2 separate regions of the Pan troglodytes genome follow, and region 1 is linked to region 2. Evidence: chromatin contacts called from public capture Hi-C data. All regions are on one chromosome and are shown on one strand. Each heading gives the region's core, a stretch centred on a gene start, on an enhancer-like site or on the middle of the called end of the contact. The rest is flanking DNA. Distances are from core to core; before and after follow the strand shown.

What was found. Capture Hi-C pulls out chosen DNA fragments and counts their contacts.
Region 1: a contact with region 2 is called in a capture Hi-C map of stem cell-derived neural stem cells, with 2.1 times the contacts expected there. The contact joins two enhancer-like sites. A contact is called at or near these places in 1 of 7 Hi-C or Micro-C datasets (stem cell-derived neural progenitor cells) and 1 of 1 other capture datasets (stem cell-derived neural stem cells).

The regions. Positions count from the first base shown.
Region 1 is chr11:112,075,433-112,081,914 of NHGRI_mPanTro3-v2.0_pri, forward strand. It overlaps GLIS3 (GLIS family zinc finger 3), which reads left to right. Exons shown (of 12, transcript XM_063788746.1): 10 at 990-1,165. Among named protein-coding and RNA genes, the nearest start is that of RFX3, 370 kb to the right of the region's middle. Within about 2 kb of position 1,504, at least 3 of the 24 cell types and tissues checked have an H3K27ac peak or open chromatin away from gene starts, as enhancers often do. A contact at or near this core is called in stem cell-derived neural stem cells, where this site is marked.
Region 2 is chr11:111,991,562-111,998,059 of NHGRI_mPanTro3-v2.0_pri, forward strand. It overlaps GLIS3 (GLIS family zinc finger 3), which reads left to right. Exons shown (of 12, transcript XM_063788746.1): 6 at 3,971-4,132. Among named protein-coding and RNA genes, the nearest start is that of RFX3, 450 kb to the right of the region's middle. Within about 2 kb of position 4,145, at least 1 of the 24 cell types and tissues checked has an H3K27ac peak or open chromatin away from gene starts, as enhancers often do. A contact at or near this core is called in stem cell-derived neural stem cells, where this site is marked.

The DNA of each region.
Region 1 (6,482 bases), core at 254-2,753, 81 kb after region 2:
TTACTGCATTGACAGACTTCCTGCTCCTTTCTCCCCTATATTCTGTCAGTCCCCTACTGAACTGGCACCTGGAGGATCATTTTGATATTTGATAGACATTGCCAAACTGTAACATTGTTCTAACAATTACATCTTGCCTTCGATGTTAGAAAGCATAAACTGTCATTTTAAACATAGTGAGTCAGGTCTTTCCAATTTTCCTTCACAACTGGAAGATCAATGTACAATCATCCATTTCATATCCCAGGTTTCTTGACAACATCTCCTTATTTAAACACCAACATGTCCCCCACCCCAGAAACCATCAATAGTCTTACTGTGATTGGCGCCTGTGACTCCTACCTCATCTTCCTATCATACCCTCAGGAACACTCTTTGCCAAGCACGGAGCCCACGCAGATCTCGTGGGTTGTGGGTTTCAAGCCATACTTGACCTTTGAGGTTTAAGTTAATTCATTCTTGGCGAAAGCAAATGCATTGTTTAAAGAGAATAGGATTAGAGAGGCTCATAATAAAGACTTGTAACAACACTTCTTGGACCTCAGATATATCTTACAGAACAAAATGTTTATGAGCTAAGTGTAAATGATTCAGAAACATACGGATCAAATTTCCCCTTAAATGCAAATAGATTTTTAAAAAATTAGCAGAAAAAGGGCTTGGCAAAAGATGTACTTTGAATTTCACCAAACATAGTGTATTTGAAATGCAGCTTAGAAATCTTGAGAAACCCAAACTGTGAGTAGGTTTTCCCTTTATTGTACTTGTTTATTCCCTCTGTATCTCAGTTGAGAACTCAGTGGTTAAACGGGGAACGGCAGTGGGGAGGGAGAGAGGGTAGAGAAAAATCCTGAAGGATTTTTTTTTAAAGGCTTGTTGTCACGCTCTTGTATAGCCAGAATGGGAGGTGAGAATTTGGCTTTGGAGAGTTTGCCTTTGTTCCTGCTGTTTTATGTCCCTCATGTTTCCTTTTATAATTGTTTTCTCAGGTTTGCACCTTCTGCTCCATCTCCTCACCACATCAGCCCCCGGAGAGTTCCAGCTCCTTCTTCAATACTGCAAAGAACACAGCCTCCCTATACCCAGCAGCCATCAGGTTCACACCTGAAGTCCTATCAGCCAGAAACAAACTCTTCTTTTCAACCAAATGGTATCCATGTCCATGGTAAGCAAGAAGCTGGCAGTCCCTTGAGTTTTGAAAAGTGACATTGTGCTGTTGCTTTTCATCTTAGTTACCTGTCGTGGATTTCAGATGCTCTGTTCTACACCAGGCTTAGGCTTTCATGACTTGCCTCTAAAATTTCACACTTGATAGGCATGAAATCCTATGGTATTTTCCTGACTTTGGCCTGATGATGGTATGATTTATGACACCTCGCACTGGTCAGCTCAAGTTGCTGGTTTTTTCATTGGCCAGGGCTCTAACACCAGCAATAGCATCCTGTTTCTAAACAACAGACAGCCCATGGAGAAAGAAATGACAGGAGTTCTTGTGCCCAAGCATGCCTCTGCTCTGCTAGGTTTTTGCTCTCATTCTCATAGGTCCACATGCTCTCCATCCTTCAAGGCGCAGGTGGAATGACGCCTCCTCTCTGAAGCCTTTCCTGATCCCCCAGCCGATGTCATCTCTCCAGGCTCTAAACTCTGATTTTATATCACCTGTCTTTCTCTGGTAGTATTTATGCTTCCTCTACCTTGTGTTTTACTTATCTATCTGTGAATAAAACATACTTTCACTATTAATGTGCAGACTTCTTTGTGAGCATTTTCTGACCCATCAGAAAATTATATCTTTTAGGGAACTTAACACAGCTCTTCACAAGTGGCAAAGAGACAGATACTTGTTAGGTGAATGGAGGATGAAAAGGAGAAAAGGAAAGCAAGAGAAATCGTAATGATTTTCTAAATGTGCAGATCTTGTGTTTAATGGGGAATATGCATAGAGAACTAAGTCTTAGTTTCTTTTCTTTATTTAAACTCATTTTGCCATTTCAGGCACGTATCTTAGTGAGCATCCATAGAAAGTTGAATTGCCAAGTCATATAGATTTGAACTGTCACAGGCTTTTACTTCCTAGGGCAATCAGATCTGTATAAGCAGAAGAGATACTGTCCTTTTAGGCTGAATGTTTCAACTTCTGAAAAATACTGCTGTCCTCTACCTGCCTCTTGCTGATGCCTGAATTTTCTCCGTATGAGTTATTACTTGAAATTAATGGGTGATGTTCCCAAACAAACAAATCTAAATCAATATGCAAATTGAGTGTGAATAATTTTCTAAGATGGCAGAATCAACCAGTACTATGGAGCTAGGCTTGGATAAGAACATCATAGTAGGCTGGGCGCGGTGGCTCACGCCTGTAATCCCAGCACTTTGGGAGGCCGAGGCGGGTGGATCATGAGGTTAGGAGGTCGAGACCATCCTGGCTAACATGGTAAAACCCCATCTCTACTAAAAATACAAAAAAAAAATTAGCCAGGCGTGATGGCGGGCGCTTGTAGCCCCAGCTACTTGGGAGGCTGAGGCAGGAGAATAGCATGAACCCGGGAGGCGGAGCTGGCAGTGAGCTGAGATCGCGTCACTGTACTCCAGCCAGGGTGACAGAGCGAGACTCCGTCTCAAAAAAAAAAAAAAAAAGAACATCAACGTAAAGGCCTGAACAGCAAAGACGAGGTGATATTAAAACAGCAGCCAGCTGTAGGAAGGCAGAGACCTTGAAAAACCAGAGCTATTGGTTCTGGCTCAAAGTTCCGTCCATCTCATCTCCCCACTTCCCCAGTGTAGCCACACAAACCCTCATCAGAAGTTGCACTTGTACCATTCTGCAGGCGCATGGTCATTTTTACCTTCTGCTGGCTATACATTGTTTCTCAAGCTTTAGTTATGTATTTATTCAACCAAGAAATACTTCTTGAGTACCTACTGTGCACAAGACAAGGCATCAAGGCATGCAAAAGACAGTCAAATTGAGCCCTCTTCCCTCTGAGGAGGGCCTGCCAGTCCAGTCGAGGAGTTTATCTACTCTGAAAGAGACCCAGGTCGCCTGTGCCATGAAGCCATCCTCACCACTCCAGGCAGTAGATGCACAGCCTGAGTGTGGGCTATGTGAAATGTAGAGTAGGCCACTGATTCTAAGACACAAATTCTTCACCTTCACATTTTAACATCGCTGAAATCTGGACATAGCTCACAGTGGCATCATATAATTGGCAGTGATTTTTCTTTCTGGTGCTATCTAGAGTAATGGAGCATTTCACAGTTGATGGTGTCAAAGTTCCAAGAAAATGCAGTATAACACATTTTGATTACAACTGTGAAACACATTTTTAAAAATTTAAAAATTGACCTATGTGTAGAAGAAAAATTGGAAGGAAGTTCTCCAAAATATTGACGGTTTTATATCAGGATGGTAGGATAATGGGTGACTTCTTCTTTTTTCTCTAAAGAAATCTTTAAAAAGGGTTTTTGAAATTAGACCAATTTGAATGCAAACACTAGTCTACCCTGAACTGTGTGACTCGGGGCAAATCATGGAGTCTTAGTTCACATTCGTTAAGTGGGGGGCATTTCATCTATCTTCTCTCTTCAGTTGTTAGGAAGATTTGACAAGAAAAGCACCTGGCACAGAGTAGGAGCTTAATTAATTTAATGCTTTTCCTTCTATTCCCTTCTTTGTTAAAAAATTAGACTCTTTGAGAATAGGGATAATGTTTGTAACCTTAGGGCAGGCATAATACTTGGTGCAAAGTAGGCATTTAATAAATATTTACTGACTAAGTGATTGACACTCCCTCATTCAACAAATGAATAATGAACAAGAGGATACAGAAAATGGGATCTACCCTATTATTTTCCCCTACCTCTTGGCAAAATACTCTTCTTCCACATTTCTTTTTTTTTAGTTAAATAATGAATGTATTGTCAACTTGAAATTGTTGGGATTTTTTTAACTCTCACATTAAAAACAATTTACTTTTTAGAGACGGGTCTCGCTCTGTCCTCAAGGCTAGAGTGCAGTGGCACAGTCATAGCTCACTGCAGCCTCGAATTCCTGGGTTCAGACAGTCTTATTTTAGCCTCCCAAGCAGCTGAGACTGCAGGCACACACCACCACACCTGGCTAATTTCATTTATTGTTTTTGTAGAAATGGGGTCTCACTATGTTGCCCAGGCTGGTCTTGAACTCTTGGGCTCAAGTGATCCTCCTGCCTCAGCCTTTCAAAGTGTTGGGATTACAGATGTGAGTCACCTGTGCTGGGCCCTAACTTTCACATTCTAATTGTTAAAAAATTCCCCATGGCCAATGAGAAACTGCTAATATCAGCCCTAAAAATAAGTTTAAAATATAGTTAGGCAAATTGAGAAATTATGACTTTCTCCAGGAAGATGGGCAAGTGACTGTTGCAATGAGGTTGCAAAGGGCGTGCCCCTGTATTAGCCATTGGTGCACTGCTAGTAGTTAATCGGTAGGTATCCAGATGTAGCTTTACTTCCTTCTCCAAGCATTTTCTGAAATTGTTTTTCTGGAACTTTGTAGGCAACATTTCTAGCGGTTCTTATCTACTACTCTTCAGGGTAAGGACAAAATTTATCTACTATTTTTCAAGTGGGCAATACAATGGCTGAGGGTAAAATGAGACCTTCTTAATGAGTTGCATTTATTGGTCATGCCTTTCAGCTTTTGTTGGACGAGTTTGCCGGAGTTATACAGCATCTTGGTAACAGGGAACACCATCACCTAATAAAACTTGATTTTTAAAGCCCAAAGCAGTGTCAGCGTTGCTAATGCAATAGCTCAAGTGAGTGAGTGTTCTCTCTTTCAAAAACTTCGTGGTTTTAATGAGCGTAGTCACCCCCATTTCTTCTATACTCCCTGCAGTAGGTAGAGGTCAGGGAGAAATACCATCACTGTATTTTTAGAGACAAGAACTGAGACAAATAAGAATATAAAATGTCTGGGCATTGCTACCTTAGCAAACTATGCAGGTGCGTTTATCAAAACGTCTAAATTTCCAAGCCATATTTTTTTTTTCTTTTCTTTTGGAACGTAGTCTCACTATGTCACCCAGGCTGGAGTACCGTGACACGTTCTCGGCTCACTGCAACCTCCACCTCCCTGGTTCAAGCAATTCCCCTGCCTCAGCCTCCTGAGTAGCTGGGATTACAGGCGCATGCCCCCACATCCAGCTAAATTTTTTGTATTTCCAGTAGAGATGGGGTTTCACCATGTTGGCTAGACTGATCTCAAACTCCTGACCTCAGGCAATCTGCCCACCTTGGCCTCCCAAATTGCTGGGATTACAGGCACGAGCCACCACTCCCAGCCCCAAGCCATATTCTTAATCAAAAACATGTTTCTAAGTCAAAGGCACACTAAAATAAATATACATTTATATTTTTCCATGGGGAAATGTAGACTCCTCTGTGTGTAGATGCTGTTGCATTACAGAGAGCTATGAAGGGTTACAAGTCAGAGGGGCTTTGGTCTTCCAAATGAAGATGAGATCCATCAAGTTTTGTTAATCATGCTGTAATACTAAATGATACTGAGCCTAGACATTGTGTGCTCATTTTGTAAAAGGCATACTTTGAAAGATTACTAGCACTGCTTTTTCAAGTTTCCTTACCTAGTGAATGACCCAGGACCAGAGCTCAGGTTTGTTGACTCTGCATCCATCTCATTCATTCATTTTGCCTTCATTAGTACAGGGAATGAGGTATAATTTCCTTTAATGTTTGAATCTTGGTAGTATTTACGGGTCTCCGTTCGGGTGAGATCTCCAAGGCAACTTCTTAGTACACTTTAGTCCTTTATTTTAGATGTAAACATAAGGACACTCTGCAATCATGTAAGCTCGTTTTTCGGTCTTTTCTTTCTCCTTAGGACACTTCTCTTGCCCAGACAAGCTCCAGAATGTTGCCTGGATTAGTTGCCCAAGAGTTGATATTTGTACATTTTGTTACTGGACTAATGGATCATTTCTTTCTAAATGCCCTATTCACTCCAGGATTATCAGCATGCCATGAGAATTCCTACAACAGCATTTTCACAACTTTCCTGCTTCTGGGCCCATCAAGGAGACACCAAGTTCAGTTCAGCAAGTGTTCACTGGTCACCCACTATGTGCAATGCAAACATGAATGTCATTTAATCAACGCACTGTGACACATGCAGTAAGAGAAGGTGCAAAAGGCACCTGATTTATTCAGAAGAAGATGTCAAAGAAGGGTCTATAGAAGTGATACTTGAAGAGGGTTTTGAAGATAAATACCTTATTGGGCAGGCCAAGTGGGTAAAGGCATTCCAGGCAGAGGGGAAGCAAAGAGCACAGGTGAGAATGCAAATGACACCGTGGTGTGTGTGTGCACAGAGGGAAGAGTCAAGGGGATGGCTGGAGTACACAGGTTAAGGTGTGGAGTAGAGGAGGAAGAGAATGGAGAACTCACAAGGCCAGCTCACAAAGGGTTTTGTGCCGTGCTAA
Region 2 (6,498 bases), core at 2,895-5,394:
AATGGACAGTGATCACAGTATGAATGGCATTCCCTAACTCACCTGCTCACACTGTAGTAGCGTTCATCAGAATATCAGAATCTTATGGGGGGCTTGTTAGCAGTCAGATGGCTGGGCCTCACTCCCAGCGTTCTGATTCTGGGGTCAGAGAATGTGTATATCTGACAAGTTCCCAGGCGATGCCAGTGTTGCTCGTCTAGGGACCCCATCTTTGCGAACCACTCCTCAGGGGTGCGTCAGTATGTAACCTGCCCAGCCGTACACGTTGAACTTGCTTTCATGCACATAGAGCTTACTCAGTATTTTTTTGGGAAAAAATAATGCTATTTAGATAAAATTACTAACATAGGGGAAATTTTCTAGCAAGGAGCTTGGTATGGAATAAATGCTTAATGCACACCAGGCCCCTTTTCCTCCATTGCTGCTCCCCACACTGTCACCCTGCATTTGTCTCCCTTGTGTTCTATTCAGCCACCTTCTGTTTCCTCCTTGGATTCTGAGAGTTTGTTTGTTGGTTCATGTTTCTCTTGTTTTCCTGTATGTAGTCTGTTTTTGAACCTCGGGCAAACTCTGGCCTCATCATTGAGTCATGTGTCACTGAGTCCTGGGCTCATGTTTCCTACAGCTAGCCCAGGAAGCAGAAGACCTGAAAATAGGATATTGTTCCATTTGGGTAGGAGTTGTCCAGTGGCAGCGACACAAGCATCAGTTGACGGTTTTGACCTTAGATCTCAGGATGGACTTGAACTTCAGGAACCTCGATGAGAAAGCATCTGGCCAAACCCAAGGAAACACTCTTAATGTTCCTTGCTTCCCTAAGCTTAGATGTCAGTTTACAAGGTGAGACATGCTCGCTCATTAAAGAATTGGAAAACGTGAAAAAAATAAGAAGGATAAAAGGCATCCATTTGCCCCAAAAGTCAAAGAATCCAATTTTGGTATATTTTGTAACAATCTTTTATAAGCCTACCTAAATGTTGTTTTATTTTTAATGCATTTGCATTTAATTGAACTTATAAATCTAGCGGTAAAACTGCCTGAGGGAGGGGAAATTCTTGTGATGAATTACAGGATTATTCCCATAATAAATGATAATGATTCATGATAAAATTATTTGCTTTCAAGTTTCATCCAGACGCCATTAGAGAAATGAACAGCACCTCCTTTCTCTTTCGGCAGAATTGTCAATGTGACAAGTTCATTCAGGTGTAGTGCCCTGCACACTCCTGTGATGAGTTGGATATTTGGCACCTCACCAAGGCATTTATCAATCCTTTAGTGCCTGATTTTACTGGTCTTGGGTTCCATGGTTCCTGCAAGTGAATTCTTCAACAAGAGTGAGTTGGGGGTGTATGTTATGAGCCCCTGACTACATGAAACTGCCTTTCTTCTTCTGCCTTTATTCATACAACATAATGAGGTCAAACCCTTCATTCATAATCTTTTCCCCGAGAATACTGTAATGCTGTTCTATTGTCTTCTGCCCTTTCTTGTTACAGAGGAAACATCTGATATCAGCTGGATTTTGATTATTTTACAGATAATCTTTTTGTTGTCATTTTCAGTCTAGGTGCCTATATTTTCCTCTATCCTTGCTATTTGAAAATGGTCAGGATGTTCTGAGATATTGTTCATTTTGCACTGATTTGCTTGGAATGCAATAAGCCCTTTGGTCTTTGATTGTTGCTTCTGTTAAGAGTAATAATAGCAATTAGTTGGGTTTTAACTGAATATTCAAGTGGACATTTAACTGGAAAGACTTGGAAATGGTATTCTTACATATAGTTTATGTCTTATCAAGTGAACAGTTTGAATTAATCAGAGACATGTCTTGGATCCTTCTAATCCCTCTATGGTAGAACTAGGGATGTTGTTTTATCCTGTACTCACAGAAACCTCATTAATCTTATTCTAAAGTAGTTCTCCGCTCTCATCCGGGTGCTGAAACAATGCAGCTTTCTCTCAGATCAAGATCTGAGGTGACTGTGGAACAGAGTGGATATGGGGCCTACTCAGGTTTGGGTATGTGCCCCTGGAGCTGGCCCCAAAATGGAATCCACCCTACAAAAGAGCCTTGCTAAGAACCAGGCTACAGACTTGGCGTGTCTAAAACCACAAGCTCACTTCAGACCTAAGTGTGGTCCACCAGGTGATTCCAAGTCAAATAAACTGAGCTCCAAGAGTTTTCTCTGAGTCGTCATTCAAAGAGAACCCTAAAAACAGAGGTTTGGTCAGCAGAGGCCTCTTAGCTATGAGTTGGGGTTTAATGTTGAGCCCCTTTATTCTTAAATTTGAGAGTCACTTGAAAAGCTGCAGAAATGAGCCCCTTAACTCCTCTCTCCCTCTAGTGACGTTTCCTTTCACTCTGCTGAAAAAGTAGTTGGCTTTGTCAGCATTCATCTTCTGCTCAGGCTAAATTTATTTTTATGTGAAATAGAAATCAGGAAAACACCAAAATTATTTTAAGCAAAATATCAAAATTGAAATAAACCAACATATGTCTGTGAAACATGTATAACTCTCAATCAAAAATAAGTGCAACTTTCATAAATTTCTTAAAATACTCCAGCATGCAAAATCTGGACAACTTAAATAGATGGAGTTATGACATGTTTAATTATTTTTTTTTACTTAGTTCGTCCCTTATTTAAAGATGAAAATTCCAATAACCAAAACCTGGCCAGCTCTAGATCATTCTGTTGTGAACAATGTCCTCTACCATCTATTATAGTAAGTAAGAGAACCAAAGAGTTTTATACAATTTCTTGCAGCAAGGTTAAGTTATACCTGCTAATTTTGAATGGGAACCATCTGGAACGTACCTTCCTTCCTTACCCACCCTCACCCCCCTGCATTCCTCTATAAGAAGTGAGGCTTCTTAATTGCTTTAAATGTATTATGCTTTTTTCCAGTAGGTGTTCCGTATTTCTCAGTTTCCCTTCCCCTGAGAACTCAAATGGGATTAAAACTGTCTAAGTAACATAACTATTCTGGGGGTTAGCACCAAAGAGAGAGTTAAAAGATAAATCCCCATCTCACCTTTATGCTTCATTTCTAGGCTTTCTCTAGCACATTTTCTTTATTAGATTGTTACTTCAAGGATTGGAATCACTTTGACCCTATTAATAGTAGCTGATATTTTGCCCTCAGAAGACATTGAGTAAATGTTACTGTCAATAAATATTATTGACAAACCAGTGACACATTTATTGAAATCTTAAGCCTTTTATCTTCTTTTCCTCATGAATTAGATAATGAAATGTCTAAAAAGTAAAAAAAGATTAAAGTATTACAGTACTTTTTTGGAAAATGATTTCACACTAAATGAATTGTCTTTTAGCTTCCTTTATAAGAGCCTGTTAAAAACTTTATCTCATTAGCCTTGCCATTACCATATACATTAACATGGTCACTCTTTTGAGGGTTGGAAAAATCTTACAAATATAGTTAAGGAAATTTATGATCATATTGATCTAGTGGACACATGTCTTTTTCATCCTGGACTCTCAAATCTTCAATTCTCCTTTTTCTCATATATCACTCTGACTTTTTTTTTCTTATTAGTTTATTCGTTGTCAGAAAGTTTCTTCCTTTCCAGTTCCTTCAATTTAGACCAATTTGGAAATGGAAAAGTGTGTTAATTTTTAATAAATCTTTAAGACACACATTACTGTATTTTTATTAACAGAGCCAGATGGCTCACGGTGAATTTTCTCTGACATAAGTAAATCACAGAAATCAGTTTGGGACCCAAATCTAATACAGAAAGTAGCATGTATATTCAGCGGAAAAATGCAGTTCACATAAACATTCGGATATTTTTAGGAGCAATATTTATTACTGTTTGGATTTGATTTTATTTTATCGTTTTCGGCAAAGTACCAACTAAGAAACATTTTTCTTTTGCTGTCCCCCAGACTCAAACATTCAAGGTCCTTCTCAACAACCAAAAATTGTTTTCTTTTTGCAGTTTGAAGGTTGCGAGAAGGCCTTTTCAAGGCTTGAAAATCTCAAGATCCACTTGCGGAGCCACACAGGCGAGAAGCCGTATTTGTGCCAGCATCCGGGTTGTCAGAAGGCCTTCAGTAACTCCAGTGACCGCGCCAAACACCAGCGGACGCATCTGGACACGGTAAGAATGGCAGGAGCTTTCCAGTTTCCAACCCAGCGCCTGGTGTGAGGAAGTGCCTGCTTGATAGTGGGCTGGTGAAGTGTTTGCTTTATGGTCTGCAGGTTACAGGGACAATGCCAAGGGCAGCAGTGGAGCCTGGTAAAAGGCCAGATGGGGCCCTATTTGGCTGTTTCATTTTTCTGTAGCAGCGGGTTATTCTAAATATTACAACCTCCTGGGACAGAAGGGTTACTTGGTCACCGCTGTGTACAAAGCAAAAGCAGTTTAGGGGCTGTCATGTAGTAGATTTTAGTACAGAGAGTGATCAGGAGAGACTGGCATTAAAAACAGTATTCAGATATCAAGTCGGTAATGTGTGCTATTGCTAGGAATATGAAGCAGTTTTTGTTTGTTTTTCTTCGTTTTTTTTTCTACCCTGGTTCTTTCCCTCTTGACATAGAACTTTGCAGCTAGAATGATTTTCAAGAGTGAATTTGGCCCTTTGCTTTAGAAACCACCTGGTATTTTCACCTTCAGCTGATCTAAGAAGAAACAGCAAATCTTTCCCAAGAGTTCACTTTCCTCATGCTTCCTATCTGTTAACAGCCACATATTCTTTGACATCAACCCTATGAGAACAATTGATTTTCATTATTACACCCTTAAGTCCCTTAATGCTGCAACATTTTGCTCATTCCCAAATGTGTTTTCTATGATTCTTGTCTTTTATTTTCTCAATTATGTTGATAGCCCTCCTTTGCATTTCCCAGGTTTTGATGCCATTTTCCTTACACTAGGCCAGGTAGACTCTATGTAATTTCACTGCGCTTAACAAAGCCATCAGGATAAGTGTATTATACACATCACAGATCTCTTATCCCACATTCTTGCAAATAATGTATTCATGACAGTACTTTTTTGGTGTTAACATTCTGATGTCTATTATTAAACTACACCAGAGTTTGAATTTTGAAAAGATACTGTTATTTCTACACACCTTCTCATACATATTTAAGATTCTTCTGATGTTATAGTTGACATATTTATTAAATTTTATATTAGTCTCTATTAGTCATATTCATAGAAGTCATTTTAGCTATATGTCACATAACCTTTCTAAACAGAATTATCCCCTAATATGCATAAATGTGATGGTTTGCCTAGTAAATATCTCAAATATAATTAGAGCAACATGGGTGTAGGATGGACCCAGTTTCTACTCTACCTGAATTCAGTGATTTTAGGACCAATAAAATGGAACACTAAATGAATACATGTGGTGAATAGTGGGATTTTTCTAAGTAGAAAAAGAAAAAAAAAGAATAAATTGTGTTAAAATGCCCTATTTTGCTGTGCCTAAAATGGTCTTGGTGGGATCCAATAAATTTTCCAAGTCGTCATTAACCTTTATCATGGAAGAATGAACATTTATGAGACAAGATTGTCTTGAGAAATTGCTTCTACTCCAGCTAGTTATCTGTAGTTTGCAAGAACTATTGTGAGGCTAAGTGTTATGGTTTCGCACTGCCCTCCTTTGCTTGGAGCTAATTTTAGCTAATCAAGCTAAGAGCATTTTCAGAAATCATTTTGGAATAAAAATATATATCTTTTTAAAAAACTTTTGAGGAAGGCTACCTAATATAGTGGTTTCCTGATTTTTGTTAATGCAATAGCTTTTAAAACTCAGCTATTTTTTTTGGAAAAATTATTTCTATATTGAATATTTTTAAAGCATCATTTTTTCCTTTAAGCTCCAAACTAGCTCCTGTTTAAATTTTTTACTACATTTAACAAATTAGTAAGCTCTTTTAAAATCATATAGAAATCACACACTTGATTTTAAAAACAAACTATACTTGATTGAAGAATTTATTATTTAAATTTAGGTCCGTGTTCCCTTTCATTAATCACTCCTTATAATACTGTCAGAATTTTGGATAAAGTATCTTTCTTCAACTAAGTGGATTCCTTATTTGTAGAAAAATGGTTTTCCCATAAAGATTACTGAGTTCCTAATTCTAACCCTTAAAAGTTGTATTAATTAATCTCTCTATTAGCATCTTAATATCTACACAGTAATTGTACAGTACAGGTGGAAAATAACAAAATATATAGTTGGATGAAGTGTAGCATGCTAGTTAAAGCTTAGGTAACCTGAGATAAAATGACAGTTGCAGCAGTACTACTTAGATCAGTCCCTGACATTACTTTTTTGGCATACCAATCCTTCCGTAGTGGCTGACAACAAGAGAAGAAAGTGAAGGTCAGCTGAGAGGAACAGTGGGTGTGTAGTCAAACTTTCTCCAAGAACATCTCAAAATCAAACAGAAGCCTGGGCACGGTGGCTCACGCTTATAATCCCAGCACTTTGGGAAGCCAAGGTGGGT